3 separate regions of the Mus musculus genome follow, and all the other regions are linked to region 1. The links are chromatin contacts, called in public Hi-C and HiChIP or PLAC-seq maps. All regions are on one chromosome and are shown on one strand. The core of a region is the stretch at or near the end of the contact, and the rest is flanking DNA. Distances in the headings are between cores, read along the strand shown. Region 1 holds the start of Arhgap20 (Rho GTPase activating protein 20). Region 2 has its middle 180 kb from the start of Arhgap20. Region 3 has its middle 210 kb from the start of Arhgap20.

Region 1 (3,006 bases), core at 169-2,668:
CACATACAGCGCGCGCGCGCGCGCGCACACACACACACACGCACGCGCGCGCGCGCACACACACTCACACACACTGTCTCTGAAGGGTGAAAAAACCCACAAGGGCAAACATCAGCCTCCATACATCAAAGGCTGAGCCGCCACTACTGCCCATCCATCAAGTTCACAGACACCCATAGAGGGCTCTGTGACAGGCCCAAGGTCCTTGGGAGCTCACATACATTTCTATACAGCTATCACCTCTCTTCTTTCACCTCCAGCCAAGCCACCATTCTAGTGGGAAGATTAATGAAAAGCCATAAAATCCGGACATGCAGGGAGCCAGTGTATCCCTGTGAGTCTCTAATTATAGTAATGCAACGTTTTCACATTATTTGTTAGGGAAGAACTAGAATGAGCTCTCATCCCAACTTGTTTCCACAGAAGCTGGAGAAGGCGACACCACTGTAAGGAACAAATATGGCCAAATATCTGAAGGTTTAGTGCTGGAGGAAGGGAAGGGGGCACCCATGGCTACAGCACCCAAATCAATTCCCAGGAGCTCAGAAGCTCGCGGCCCACGTGCACTTGCTCCGGGACCTATTGCAGACTCCTGACCTCTATCGAAATCCTCCCGCTGCACCGTGGACCAGTCAATCACCAGCAAAAGCTACAAGTAGTTACCCGGATCAGTCCTTCGGGTGTCAGGGAACAAGGGCGCCGCCCCCACAGGCAAATGCAAACGTCCCTTCTCAGGGGGTGGTTCTGAGCCAAGCCCCCCATGCCCCGCTGGGACCTCCGGAAACTGCCCGCCCACCGCCAGCCAGCCTAGATCTAGGCCGAGTCAAACCTCCGGATCCCACAGTGTAGCCCACGGCACCCATCTCCGACATCCCCTGGAGGCCTTGGGTGGGCGCATCATCCCTCCCCTCCGGGGCCGCCTACCTTCCTCAGGCTGTCGGGTTAAGACTACCTCGGGAGGCTCGCAGGGAGGCACTCCCCGGGTCAGAGATGGAGAGGCAACGGGCTTCTCCGAGACCGTTTCCACCAGAGAAGACAGCGGGGATCCCGGGAGGTGACCCTCCCACCCCACGCGGGGACCGTTAACCCCTCTCAGCACCAGGCACCCGTGGAAGGCGCGAGCCCATGGAGGGGCCCTCCCGCTCGGGCGTCCTCACCTTCTTGGTGCCAGGGCCTCCCGCGATGCGAGACATGCCTGTCAGCGAGGAGGAGCGCCCCGGCTGCGCCCCTAGAGCATCCTGCTGCGGAGACATCGCTTCCATGAAGAAGATCTGCAAGCTAAGCCCAAGCCGAGGACCGGGTGGCTGCGCGGCGCGGTCCGCTCAGGCCGGACGCCGAGCTGCGGGTGCGGGCGGCGCGCCTCCCGTCGGGGCCATGGACCGCCGCCCGCGCCGCGCTCGTCGCGCTCGCCGCACTCTGCTCAGGCTGCAGCAAGCGCTCCGGGCGGCCGCCCGTCCACGTAGCCCCGCCCCGGCCCGCCCCGCCTCTCCGCGTCCGCCCCGCCTCCTCCGCCCTCCCCGCGCCGCCCGTGCACACTGCCGGGAGCGAGCTCTCAGCGCTTGGCGCTACCGAAGCCACTAACCTTGCGAGGTGCCTCCGCGGGTACGAAGCTTTCGCTGCCGCGCGCCACGCGCCGTGCACCACGCACCACTGCCTCCGGTGCAGCTCCGCGCGCCTGTCCGCTCGCTCCCGCCAGCGTCCCTTCCCGCGCAGCTGCAGCGCGGGAGCCTCAGCGAGCGCGGCTCGCTCGAAGGTGGTGCAGGGGCCGCCAGCCTAGCCTCGCTTTCGCGGACTGCGGAAGGGACCCCACCCCCACCCCCAACCCGGTCCCCGCTCCGCTGAAGAAGGAGTTAGACAAATTTGGAAGCCCTGGTGGCATCGCCGGACTTCGGGGGCAATATCGAACGCTTGCTAGCTAAGCCTGTCAGGGTAACCCAGAGCTGTTGCTTTGCAGTCACAGGGAGCAAGCATGGACAAGCAACCTTGCATGTCTGCACCACCAGCTTCGCAGGCAGCAAGCTGCAGGGACCCTGCATTCTGAAGGAGAAAGCGCAATTAAGAGGAAAATGCAGGCAGAAAGGAGGTTGAAACTTGGCATAGTATCTATGAGAAGGCAACAATATGTGGAAGCGTTGATCTGATATCGCGAGCTCAGAACCTAACTTCCTGTAAGTCCAAATAGTGACCCCTCCCTCTTTTTTGGACTAAATAATAATCAAAGGGCAGTTGGAACAGACCAGGGTTAAGTAGTGTTCGCACTTTGCAGGGCTGGCTGCTGGTGTAAATGATACAGTAGGTGGCATTCTTCCCTTGGAATCAGAACTAGTGTGAAAAAAAAATCACTAAGGATATCACTCCGTGATTGCGAGATGGTTACGGATTCTGCTTATTTTTGTGACAAGGAAAAAAGAAAAGAAAAGAAAAGAAAGGGGGAGAAAAGGAAAGGAAAGAAAAGAAAAAAAGAAAAAGAGGTTTCTTGCAGTTTGGGCGGCTATTGGGGCAGGTTATAAGGAACAGAACTCAGGTGGGCAGTGTTCCAAGCTAGGGGATGCTGTCCAACACACACCCACAAAGACACACCTACACAATCATCCAAACCTAAGATTGTTTGTTGTGGAAATATAAGGCTAATTTTAGTCACATCACACTACATTGTTAAAAGGAAGCTTAATAAATCTCATATATATGTATATACATCTGTGAATCAGGGGTGCTACAGCTGTGGTCCTCGTGCAGAGAAGGGCTTTCACCCACTAATTTATAGGTTGTGCTTAAAGAGGGCTTTGCAGTTCTGTTCATTCACTTGGAACCACCCCCAGGTGCCTTAATCTCTTAATTCTTTGGTGAATGGACACCCTGGCTTTTCTTAATCTGCCTCATTTTTGTTTGTTTGTTTGTTTGTTTGTTTGTTTCAATTCTTTTATCTCCAAATAGTTCACTTAGCCCAAAGAGTCACAGCCATCCAGACATTCTTGTTCTTTGTTGCCACCTGATAGATACTAAGGC
Region 2 (3,059 bases), core at 119-2,618, 180 kb after region 1:
TGGATAGTTCGACTTGAACAAGGCACCTTCCTGCCCATGCTGTTGCTATCCTCAAAGTCTAAGCATGTCAACTTTGTCTGTAATACTTGACCCTTTTGTGACTACTTTGCTATGAAATTACCTAATCCCGGTCAAGCTCTTCATCCTCTGCTTGCCATGACATATAATTTAGTCCCATTTATAATGCCAGCATTGTTGATCTCTCCCTGTTACTTTCTTCCATTCTCTGCAGCCATCTGAATAAAGCCACTTAAGACCCATAGAAGGATTAGAAAGAAATGTCAGACTTGATTCTGGAAGTACAGCCATGGTTTGGTGGCCAAGGCATCACTCTGGTGACCTTGAGTCTGACCCTTGAGTCAGTTCCTTTCCTTGTTCTGCTGTAATTCCGTGCTCTGCAAGCCATTCAATTTGTCCCCTCCTCTATCATGAGTCCCTGAGTTTAGTCCTTATATGGGAGGTCAAAAACTAATTTACCATGATGCTGGGAGTGTTTAACCCGACATCATTACACTTTACATTTCTGATTTCTGGGTTGACACTCACCTTTCATCCCAAGCAACAATGACATTTATCTTGCCGAGTACCTATCAGAAGGTCTATCCAGCATCTGTCTACCCTGGATCCTCAACTAACAAACACATCTACTTTGCTGCAGATCTTTGCCTCACCAGATGCTCACCAGGCTAGGTCCTGGATGGGTACCTATGCTCACAATGAATAATGGAGGAATTGTGTTTATTTCTGGAATCCTTTTACACAGTCCCCAGAAGAGCTGCTTCCTAAATAGAACTGCATCCCCCCTCCGCCCCACCCCCAGAGGACATTAAAATGAGATGTCTGTTTCCTAGTGAGAGACTCACTGCCTCATGATGGTGAAGGAGGCTACTATCATTCTCCCCATCCCAAGTGGGCTATGAAAACATTTGCCTGATAACTTTTCTTTGTAACACATGAAATAAAACATAGCTGTTTCCACAAACATTTTAGGTTTTAGATTTCTGTGGGATTACAAAGAACAGATAGGTTACAGCTTATAAAGAAGAATAGGCTTAGAGATAGAGGTGGTGTGTGTGTGTGTGTGTGTGTGTGTGTGTGTGTGTGTGTGTGTGTGTATGTGCGCGCGCGCGCATGCATCCATATTCTCTCCTCATAAAATTTACCCTTAAATCATAAAAATAAAGGCTAGCTCCATTCTGTCCAATGATCCTGAAGAGACTTGGAGTATTGAGTAAAGAAGCCAAATAGCACTCTTCCAGAAGGCAGCAGAGAGGATGCTGCTGTCTAGCTAGTAGCCAACTATGTAGTCCACACAGTGAGTGGTTTTACTAATCTCTAACAACGGGATCACTCCCTGGCATTGCTTTTACAGACCTCACATTCTTTAAAGATGGTCAGTTCCTAAACATACCAATGTAATGCTGAATTTATGACACGTTAGAGGGCAGAAATTATTTCAACTTTCAGGCTAGAAATATGTCCGGTATGATCCATTCTCAGCCAGATCAATTTCTCACTCCCAACCTCTAAACCCACTACCTAAGGTTTCACCTTAATGCTGCAGGGCTATATTATATGCTTTGCTAAGTGCCATGCCTTCTGTGTTTGGAGATACAAACTTTTCTTTATCATCTTTGAGAGGGTAAGGACCTTTATGCATAAAATATGAAATCTATGATGGCAGAGATGACTCAGAGCCTGCATCAGTGAAGCATAGAGGAGCCATGGAACTGAAATATCCCACACTTCATCGGCACTGTGCCCTAGGGACTGAACTCAGAAAACTCGTACCTTGAAAAAGCCACCATAAATATTTAGTGAGCTGATAATCGAGGCAGAGCTGATGTAGAGCAGAGGCAGTAAATTCTACTCTTAAGACGTAGGAGAAATATTTTTCTTGGTTGAAATAATTTATGAGTACTGTGGGGGTAGAAGAGACGAGGAGTGGAGCACTGAACTCGTGATTTGTTATGATTCTTATTTCCAGGACTTGAATTTATTCCAGGGTGTTTTCTGTTCACTGTAGCACTCTGTCTGTGTGTGTGTGTGTGTGTGTGTGTGTGTGTGTGTGTGTGTGTGTGTGTGTGTGTGTGTTTGTGCAAGGGCACAAATCATCTGTCATATTCTTAAACAATGGAAACAAAACACAATGCAATTTCATGGAAACCCCACTCTGGGTTATATTTCCAGGTTTGATTAATTCTGTTTCCATGTTGCCTGCTCTTTGAATAATCAGTGCATAGATCATCTACTGCAGCCTTTTAAAACCTTCACAATATGTGTTTCTGTCTCTGGTTCTATGACTTCAAAACTCTGAGAAGGCAAGTTGGTGACAAATGAAGAAACTGAGCCCAAACCAGTACAAATGGAATTAGCAGAGGCCACATGCCAGTATGATGCTAAGTCTCATGGGGTGCTGCCCATAGATGCCCACTGCAGAAGAATCACCTTAATCCACCAATTACTTTATAGCTAGGCTTGAGCTTCTAGAAAAAGCAGGGTTATCCATAACTTGGCATATTAAAAAATATTTTTATGCTGCCTGGTACATATTGGTAATGGTCAGAACCTATTTGGATAGCCCAACATTTATCCAGTGCACTTTAGAGTATTTGTTTCCTACAAAATACCCTTGAAAGAAAGGATCTGTATAGCATGAAGCTGGGCAATGTAACTCTTCTGAGAGAGTCATAATACAGGAAAACATTCCAAACACTCTGAGATGCGCTGTAGAAAAACAGTTGGCTTGCATCTGGTCCAAAAGAAACCAGGGACACATGGCTAACTATGGTGCCTATTTAGCATACTGAAGTGCATGCTGGTCCCCCAGGCTCTCTCAGCTTCGCAAGGACCTGTGAAAGAGTCCATGCTGGCAACCTGACTCATCTTAGCTCTTCTCAACATGTCTTCCTTTCCCCAGCCTCTTCTTTCTATATAACTCTGCCATTTTGGCCATATGCACTCTTTCTTGGCCCGCTTCTTTCACTTAGCCCAATCCCCTCTCATGGCCCTGTTCAGTCAACGATATTCTCTTCCTGCTCTGGACTTTTCCAGATGCC
Region 3 (2,716 bases), core at 192-2,691, 210 kb after region 1:
GAGGCATTTATTTTCTCACAGATAACACAATTCCCTCCTTTTCTTTTTGTAATCTTATACAAAGACGTCAGTTGATGAACCTCATTGTTATTTTAAGTAATGGTCACAGCCACCCCATCTTTCCCCAGCCACCACTGAGAACAGTCAGCAGTCATCTATACCAAAACAAGATCCCTCATTAGCAAGTCCCTTCTTCTGAAAGGCTGAATTGTATTCCGTGTTGTACCTATGTAATGTTTTCAAATTCCATTTATATGTTGATGGACATTTAGCTTGCTTCCTTATCTCAGCTACGGTGAAGGCTGCTAAAATGAACACAAATGCATGGGTAAATTTTTTGATATGCTGATTTCAATTATTTTGAAAATAAACCAAGAAGTAGAATCACTGAATCATGTTATAATTCTACTTTTACATTTCTTTGAAGGGGCTTTACACTGCTTCTCACACACATGTATGAATTCATGTTCCCACAAATGCAGCATATACAAGTTCCTCTTTCTCCATGTTTTTATCAATATTGCTTATCTTTCAGCTTTTTGATAGCAGTCAATCTAATGACTAAGTGATATTGAGCCTTTTTATATACCCAATGGGTGTATAAAAACATCCACACACAGCCAGCCAGCCACAGAATAAATCATAGATTTCTGCCTGGCATTCAATGATAACATGGGCCACTGACTTCATCATAGACCCAGCAGCAGCTAGACCAGGGACCTAGACATGGCCCTCTGTGACAGCACAGTCCTGGACATCACCATAGACTTAGGTGGCAGAGCAGGCCACTCAGATCAGAATGGCCCCTGGTGGCATCAAAGCCCAGGATCATTAACATGGCTTCAGGCTGCAGCAGGACCACCAACATCGTGTGGCCTTAGAGTCCTGAAGTGTTTGGAAGCACTTGAGAAGGACTGATACTAATTCTTTTAGAGTGTTTGGTAGAATTCATCAGTAAAATCATCATTTTCTAGGCTTATCTTTGTCTTTGATTAGAGATCCTTGTTTTAAAAAAAAAATCCTGTTGGAAAGGGCTTCATATAGCTCTGGATGACATCAAACACAGTAGTGCATGAGAGTGACTTGAGCTCCTGACCCTCCTGCTATACCCTATGGCATGCTGCGATTTCAGCTATGAGCAGCCATTCCTTGATGGAGATTTTTCATTGCTGATTTAACCTCTTTATTCATTACTGGTATATTTTGACTTCCTGTTTTCCTGTTTTCTCAGGAGTCAGGCTGTAACAAGAAATTTATCCATTTCTATCAGCTTACCCAAGTTTGTGTACAAATGTTCACACACATCTCTTGTGATCTCCTTTGTATCCCTGTGGTGTTTGTTGTAACTCATCTTCTTTAGTTTCTGATCTCTACGAGCTTCTTAGCACAGTTAAAGGTGCACTGAGGCATTTATCTCAGAGCTGGCTCCTCTAGCAAGGCTTCTGCAGCTCTTCTGGCTCTTGCATCATCTCTTTCTATCTGGCACCCAGTATATTCTGCCTCCTTCTAATTTTATGCTTTCTCTTTCTTTCTTATTTCTCTCTGAGATTTAATATTGAGATTTAATATACACATATTTAGGACTCTCCATTCCGATGCAGACATGTATTTCCATAAACGTCCCTCTTAGAACAGCTTGTGATACCCTCTGAGTCCATATGTTATGGTGTGTTCTTTTTAAACTTATTTACACTTTTTGTCTCATGATTTTTCTTAAGTTTTCATTTCCTCTCTGACATATCTTGTCCTGGGTTGTGTTTAATTTTTAACATATTTATGATTTTCTAAACTTATTCCTCCTACTGATACCTACTTTCATGAAACTATGCTTTTTGCAGACTCTTAAGTTTGTTATGACTTGTTTTGTGACCAGCCCTAGAGAATTTTCCTTGTGTGTTTTCAGAAGAATGTGTTTTCTGCTATTGCTGGATGTGTATAAAGTCCATTTGGTAAAGCATAAAGGATGAGGATGTGGGAGAGTGGAGTGATGTTAGCACAGCACAAGGAATTCTAGGCCAGGCTAATTGAGTTTGATTCTCTATGTGATTGAGCTCTATTTAAGGGACTAAAGAAAATGGACATTTCATGAGATTCTTTGCCTTGATTGGGAGACTAGCCAGGAGAAGGTAGGACAGAGAATACTAAGAAGGTGTTGCTGTAACCCAGATGAGAAAGAACAGTTATTAAGCAGGGCACACCTTCATAGATGTTTTAGAGGAAAGGGTGGACCCCTGAAACACTTAGTCTATAATGACAGGCACATTTCAGAAACGTGTAATTGGTGAAACTCCATGGGATTTAGGAAGGCACCAAAATGGCTCCTGGTTTCCTATGCATGGAAGTAAACATGTCTGAGAAACTGAGAGTATGCACTTAGGAGAATGAGGGGCAAGTTTTGTGAGGGGAACAGACAGATTATGTTCTGAATATCATTAACATAATAAGATTTCTTTGAATTTTATATACCTTGCTACTTTTAAGCTATGCTTAGGCTATGTAGCTCAGTCTGAATGCTGTGTCTATAGTAAGTTTTATACCACTCACTTGTAAGTCAGATCTGGCCTCTCAGACTCAGTTCTAGATCTCAATGTACTGGTGATAGGAAACTAATAGGTGTCTCAAATTTCTGAGGTGTTTTGCTCCCAGTAAGAGAATTTTTTTTGGATATTCTTTTGTGTTGTTGTACTCTGTATGTTCCACTGAAAAGCATTGCCTG

What was found. A called contact is a pair of places that touch in the nucleus more often than the background predicts. HiChIP or PLAC-seq counts read pairs in DNA pulled down with a chosen protein or histone mark.
Region 2: a Hi-C map of tail fibroblasts shows a contact between it and region 1, with 2.8 times the contacts expected there. The contact joins the enhancer-like site here to the promoter of Arhgap20 in region 1. A contact is called at or near these places in 3 of 39 promoter capture datasets (the 3T3-L1 cell line and 3T3-L1-derived adipocytes), 6 of 484 Hi-C or Micro-C datasets (adipose-derived mesenchymal stem cells, cerebellar granule neurons, tail fibroblasts and 1 more) and 1 of 115 datasets of contacts at active chromatin or transcription factors (the SCID.adh cell line).
Region 3: a contact with region 1 is called in an H3K4me3 HiChIP or PLAC-seq map of the SCID.adh cell line, with 11 read pairs. The contact joins the enhancer-like site here to the promoter of Arhgap20 in region 1. A contact is called at or near these places in 2 of 39 promoter capture datasets (the 3T3-L1 cell line and hippocampal neurons), 4 of 115 datasets of contacts at active chromatin or transcription factors (the SCID.adh cell line, embryonic forebrain, embryonic stem cells and 1 more) and 3 of 9 other capture datasets (adipose tissue, liver and pancreatic islet).

Annotation. Positions count from the first base shown.
Region 1 is chr9:51,763,763-51,766,768 of GRCm38.p6, reverse strand. Arhgap20 (Rho GTPase activating protein 20) reads right to left here and starts at 1,418. Exons shown (of 15, transcript NM_175535.4): 1 at 1,158-1,418. The coding sequence starts at 1,262. Gm40520 (a long non-coding RNA gene) reads left to right here and starts at 1,341. Exons shown (of 3, transcript XR_870739.3): 1 at 1,341-2,168.
Region 2 is chr9:51,581,535-51,584,593 of GRCm38.p6, reverse strand. No RefSeq gene overlaps it. Among named protein-coding and RNA genes, the nearest start is that of Arhgap20, 180 kb to the left of the region's middle. Within about 2 kb of position 1,368, at least 2 of the 459 cell types and tissues checked have an H3K27ac peak or open chromatin away from gene starts, as enhancers often do. A contact at or near this core is called in tail fibroblasts, where this site is marked.
Region 3 is chr9:51,556,761-51,559,476 of GRCm38.p6, reverse strand. No RefSeq gene overlaps it. Among named protein-coding and RNA genes, the nearest start is that of Arhgap20, 210 kb to the left of the region's middle. Within about 2 kb of position 1,441, at least 3 of the 459 cell types and tissues checked have an H3K27ac peak or open chromatin away from gene starts, as enhancers often do. A contact at or near this core is called in the SCID.adh cell line, where this site is marked.